Regions from separate parts of the Danio rerio genome. Here region 1 is linked to region 2. A link is a contact called in public HiChIP or PLAC-seq data. All regions are on one chromosome and are shown on one strand. Each heading gives the region's core, a stretch centred on a gene start, on an enhancer-like site or on the middle of the called end of the contact. The rest is flanking DNA. Distances are from core to core; before and after follow the strand shown.

Region 1 (2,700 bases), core at 17-2,516, 160 kb after region 2:
TATTTCACTTTCAAGAGCAGGAAAAGGACTTAGTCCTTGCCATAAAAGTGATATTACTGAACATAGGCTACTGATAAAATTACTTCTTTTGGAGAAAAATTTCAGATGGAATTTAAAGGTGTTTGCATCGAAACTCTTCATATATTATATGAGAGATTTGCTTTGTTTACCAAATAAGTGGTTCTACAGGGTGGTCCATTTATATGGATACATTTTAGTAAAACTTATTGGGAAATTCACAAGAAAAACAATGGTGTGCTTGGTTTTAACGTAACTTTATTCTTTCATGAGTTATTTACAAGCCCCCTCACATATACTAACATGCCACAAACAGGACTTTAAGATCTCCAACCATTCCCATTTTATTAAGGTGTATGCATATAAACGGCCCTCCCTGTGATTGGATTTGCATTGTAAACATCAAATAACAGATAAAAAGCTTTTTATTTTTTTATTTCATAGGTTACGTTTTTTGTTATGATACTCCCAAAATCATTCCTCATAAATCCGCAGATTTTTTATTTTTTTTTTACAAAATGCTCCGCAGGAATAGCAAAAAATATCTGCAGATTCTGTCTGGCCCTAGCCATCAGTGAGAAAATCAAGGCAAAAATAGTGTAACTGTTTTCTAGTTATCTTTAAATTTCATTTAATAAATTTGTAAATTACCCATGGCAATTATATTTACATCCGACCCACTAGCCTCAATCATGTTGGAATTTGGCCCTTCATAAGGAAAAGTTTGTGCACCCCTGGTTTAGAGACTGTCATTTCAAATTTCAAATGTGAACTTGTATTGGTTTGTTTTATTAACTGAAATTAAATGTTGCAATTCAAACGTTTTAAATTAGTGATATTGAGTTTAAAATGTGCATACTGTCACCCGATGGATAGAGGACAACGCAGAGACTATTGAGTGAATTAAGGTAAAGGCAGATTCTGCTTGACTAGTGTATACAGCACTTAACTACACTGTTATAAATGTGATTGTTTTTATTGCAATACATTATAATTAAAGTTATACTGCAGTTAATATGGTTCAAAGTAATGCTTTCTATTTATTTATAAATATTATGAAATGAATTAGAAAATAACGCATGACAACTTTAATGTAATCTAGTTTGGTATATTTATTTTCGGCCCACGGCTGTCAATGATATTTGGATTTTGGCTCTTCATACAAAAATAGTTTGGGCACCCCTGCTTTAAACCTTTTCTTTCTTCTTTAAGTTTAAATAACAGCATTAATTTTAAACAGAAATCTTTTGTAAGTATAAAAGCCTTTACGGTCACTTGTGATCAATTAAATGTATCCTTGCTGAATGAGAGGATTCAATTCTTTCACAAGAAAAAGAAGAAAGCTGCAATCCATTCATAAGAACCAGGAATGTTTTAATTATTTTTATTTACACTGGATGCATTTTTAAAACGAAATGTTGTTTTGTTAAACACATAGCTCTTGGTTTCGTTTGCTCATGATTGGGTGCATGTTTACCTACATGATCTCACTCATTAGAAACAGAGTCCCTCAGTGCTTCCTGTGGTAAGATTTCAGACAGGAACTTGCATGGGTTTGTTTACCAACAGTACAGACATATACACACACAGGACACAGATGGTTCACAGGCCTAACACACACACAAACATACACACATAGTGCTCACAGGAACTGCTTGACCACACAATAGTACACACACACACACACACACACACACACACACACACACACACACAATGTACTATATATTAAGTAACCTCCACCAACATGCTAGCAACCTCCTAGAACACCCTAGCAATCACCAATCTACCACTCACCGTAGCCCATCAACTAGCAATACCTTAGAAATAACCAGAAGCATCAACCAGCAAGAAACTTTTACATTACTTTAGCAGCTCCCTGGAAACAAATTAGCAACTACCATTTTAAAATATTTGCTGCTGCTCGCATGCTGACAAACATCACACCTGTCCCTTACTCTCTTCGCTGACTCCTTGTTAAATTCAATATTGATTTTAAACTACGGTTGTTTGTTTTAATGCAGTTAATGGTCTTGCACCTTCATATTTATGTGAGATTTTAAAGGTTCATAAACCGGAACCTACAATCAGCAGGCCAGTTGTTGCTGGAGGTCCCTAGATCAGGTATATTGCAGTGGCAAATCCAAAACTGTGGAATACCCCCCTTTAAAACTTTGCATGATCACAAATTTAGCCCTGTTTAAAGCTAATCTTAAAGCATAGTTATTTAGACTTGCTTTTGATATTCGGTAGTGCAAAATGCTGTTTTATTGAAACTTGTGTTCTTACCATGTGAGGTTTTTTAATGTTTAATTTGGTTTTTAATACTGTAAAGCACTCCTGACAGCCTCCTTGTTGCAATAAGGTGCTATATAAATAAAGTTGATTGATTGATATCAATCAATTGAAAATACAAAAACAAGTATCATTTAAGTATTGTTTTATTGTCTTAGTATTGAGTTATGTTTACCACTTTGGGCAAAAAAAAGATAAATGAAATGTATTTTAAAATAAAATACTAAATACCTTAATTTAAGGTGTATCAAAATAAACTACAAAATAATGCTTCCACAAATGTGTCAAAATAAAATACAGTATTTACAAAGGAGCTTGACAATTCTTTGCAGATCTTCCATCAATTACTGTAGATCTATTTGATCAATCCCTTTTCAACTAAACTGA
Region 2 (2,700 bases), core at 56-2,555:
TTTTTTGTTTGTTTTAAAAAAACATAACGAAAAATGTTCAAAACAGTAGGCCTTCGCCTTTTTAATACTGCAGTGTTTGTAAGTGCTTTGTTAATCTATTTGTTAATATCCCACTTGATATATCTTATATATTTAATCCTCTGTTATAGAGATTATGTTAGCATTCGATGTAGGCTTTTGTGCAAAAGCTAATGTAGAAAATAAAAGAAAAATACTGAAACTCAACCCAAAGGCAACAGAGGAATCTAAATAAACACTGCAACTTTGTGTACAAAAACAACAACAAAGAGATTTTCGATCTTACGCGTGCTAAATGTAATTAATGCTTATTATGAGAATGTAGGGCTAGGCTTTAATTTTAATTAGGCAGCATTATTCTTTTCAATGAATTGCTCTTTAATTATGTATTGACCTCTTGTTAATTAAGGCCTATTTGCAAGTTAGACGTATAGCCAATCGTTATGAAAGTGTGTCAGTTCAATCAACGACACACCCAGCCTATTTATTTATTTTTTTTTATAATAGTAAACATTATTCAGAAGCATCTAATATGCCCTATGCCAGTGTTTTAACAAGTAACCCATTTTTACGTTTTAAAAAAGGAAAAAACCAAGAAGAATGGAAATAGGCTACTCTTGCCCGACAATTGCTAATATATATTATGAATCTGACAATGCTGGCCTACTGAAATTGGGCACATGCGCATGTGCCCTGCTTTTTCGCGAGCTAGAATGCACTTTCGTGATCCGCGTGACTGATGTGAGTTAACAGCTGACTTTTTTCCATTACCAATGGCTCGCGGATGATCTAGTGCACTCCCGTGTCACGCAAACTGCGATTCGGTGTATGAGGCAGACGTGGAACCGAGTGCACGTTTTAAAGCATTTGTGAAATCATCTACAGTAGCCTATCATATCCAGAATTAACGTGACATTCAGCACCCGAACACATAGAGCAAAAGCATTTATAATGGATTTCATCTTGTAATGATAAATAACAATAGCTGGGAGTGTCCTACCATAACGGCGTGCTTAGATCGCTGAGCTTCTCACATCTTCGAGTCTGATGAATGACAGTGGCATTTTACGCAGCAAATGAAAAATCCCACCAACCCTGTGGAATAAGCGGTAGTGACCGCTAAAGATAGAGGTGAACCTCGCGGTTCTTTAGAATAATTTTTAAAGACTGTTATTTTTTATCTATTCAATAACAGTGGTGACGATTTGTTGTCATGTGATCAGCGAGCTGGTATAAAGCGCAAGGAAAGGTCCGCCCTCTTTGGAATCCTGGTCTGGCCTTTAGGAGGGTCTCCCCAGATAGAATAAGCGTGTGGATGTGGGGATCTGGGCAACCTTTTGATTCCGTGCCGACAGTAATCCATTAAAAGCCTATGGCACTGGTGACACACTGGCACGTCCTCTCCGCCTCTCCCGCATCTGTTCGGCGCGTCCTATGAGTTCTCCCGAACCGAGAGCGCAGGTAACACGCAGGCTCAGCAAACCCGGCGCTTTTCCACCGTAGCCCATCGGGAAACCCGAGAGAGCCATGACTCTGAGCTCCGAGATGTCGGATGCGTCTGTGCTCTCGGAGGAGACCGACATTGACGTGGTTGGGGAGGGAGATGATGGTGACGGCCACACGCGCTCCTACGTGGACGAGGTGGCTCAGATGCACGACGAGATCCTGCTCAACGGTTCGCCGCCTGGTGTGGATGCCTCCCCCGCACGGGACCCCTACAAGCCAGCAAGTAAAAACACCCTGGTGAAGCCCCCATACTCCTACATCGCACTCATCACCATGGCAATCCTCCAGAGTCCCAAGAAGCGCCTGACGCTGAGCGAGATTTGTGACTTCATCAGTAACAGATTTCCGTACTATCGGGAAAAGTTCCCAGCTTGGCAGAACTCTATCCGGCACAACCTGTCCTTAAATGACTGTTTTGTCAAGATACCACGAGAGCCCGGGAATCCCGGCAAAGGCAACTACTGGACGCTAGACCCTGAGTCCGCCGACATGTTTGATAACGGGAGCTTTCTACGCCGCCGGAAACGCTTTAAGCGCCAGCAGGCGCCTGAACTTCTCCGCGAGCACGGAGGTTTTCTTCCCTCTGCTGCTGCGTATGGCTATGGACCCTACGGTTGTGGATACGGTCTGCAGCTTCAGTCTTATCACGCACATTCCGCGCTCCTCGCCTTTCAGCAGCAACAGCAGCAGCAGCCGCCCCCGTCCCGAAACACCGGAACTCTCATCCCAGCGCCTTCCCTCATGCCAACCACAACGGAGCTCACCCGTTCCCGCTTCTACCCCCCTCTAAGTCCCGGGATTTCGTCCTCCCTACAGACTGCAGCCAAGTCTCCGGTTCACCGTTCGCCCTTCTCCATAGACAGCATTATCGGGAGCTCTTTAAGCCCTACGCACTCGCATTGTGCCTCACGGACTTCCCCGGTGGTCCCGGTGCTGCCGCCGGCCCTCGCGGCTCAGCACTCCCCAAACCCACTGCTGGGAGTCCTGCACGGACCGACGTCTTTACACGAAACCTACTCAAATCGGATTGTCAGTGGCACTAGCGGCTGCTAATTTTTTAATCTAAACGTCACGTTTTAAAGCGATACACTCCTGTGTTTAAGGTAGGATTATTTTTGTATTGTTTTTTTCACGCAGCTGAATGGTGAACATTGCCACGTTCGTGCCTATATTCAA

Evidence for each region. HiChIP or PLAC-seq counts read pairs in DNA pulled down with a chosen protein or histone mark.
Region 1: an H3K4me3 HiChIP or PLAC-seq map of embryo shows a contact between it and region 2, with 2.5 times the contacts expected there. The contact joins the enhancer-like site here to the promoter of foxd1 in region 2. A contact is called at or near these places in 5 of 18 Hi-C or Micro-C datasets (caudal fin, embryo, fibroblasts and 2 more) and 3 of 4 datasets of contacts at active chromatin or transcription factors (caudal fin, embryo and gastrula embryo).

The regions. Positions count from the first base shown.
Region 1 is chr5:35,778,380-35,781,079 of GRCz12tu, forward strand. The region is part of intron 14 of fcho2 (FCH and mu domain containing endocytic adaptor 2); the gene reads right to left. Among named protein-coding and RNA genes, the nearest start is that of fcho2, 46 kb to the right of the region's middle. Within about 2 kb of position 1,267, at least 6 of the 62 cell types and tissues checked have an H3K27ac peak or open chromatin away from gene starts, as enhancers often do.
Region 2 is chr5:35,621,124-35,623,823 of GRCz12tu, forward strand. It overlaps foxd1 (forkhead box D1), which reads left to right and starts at 1,306. Exons shown (of 1, transcript NM_212913.2): 1 at 1,306-2,700. The coding sequence starts at 1,546. The coding sequence ends at 2,577. btf3 (basic transcription factor 3) reads right to left here and starts at 1,173. Exons shown (of 6, transcript NM_001076558.2): 1 at 1,019-1,173. All of the region lies in intron 2 of LOC141385843 (a long non-coding RNA gene), which reads left to right.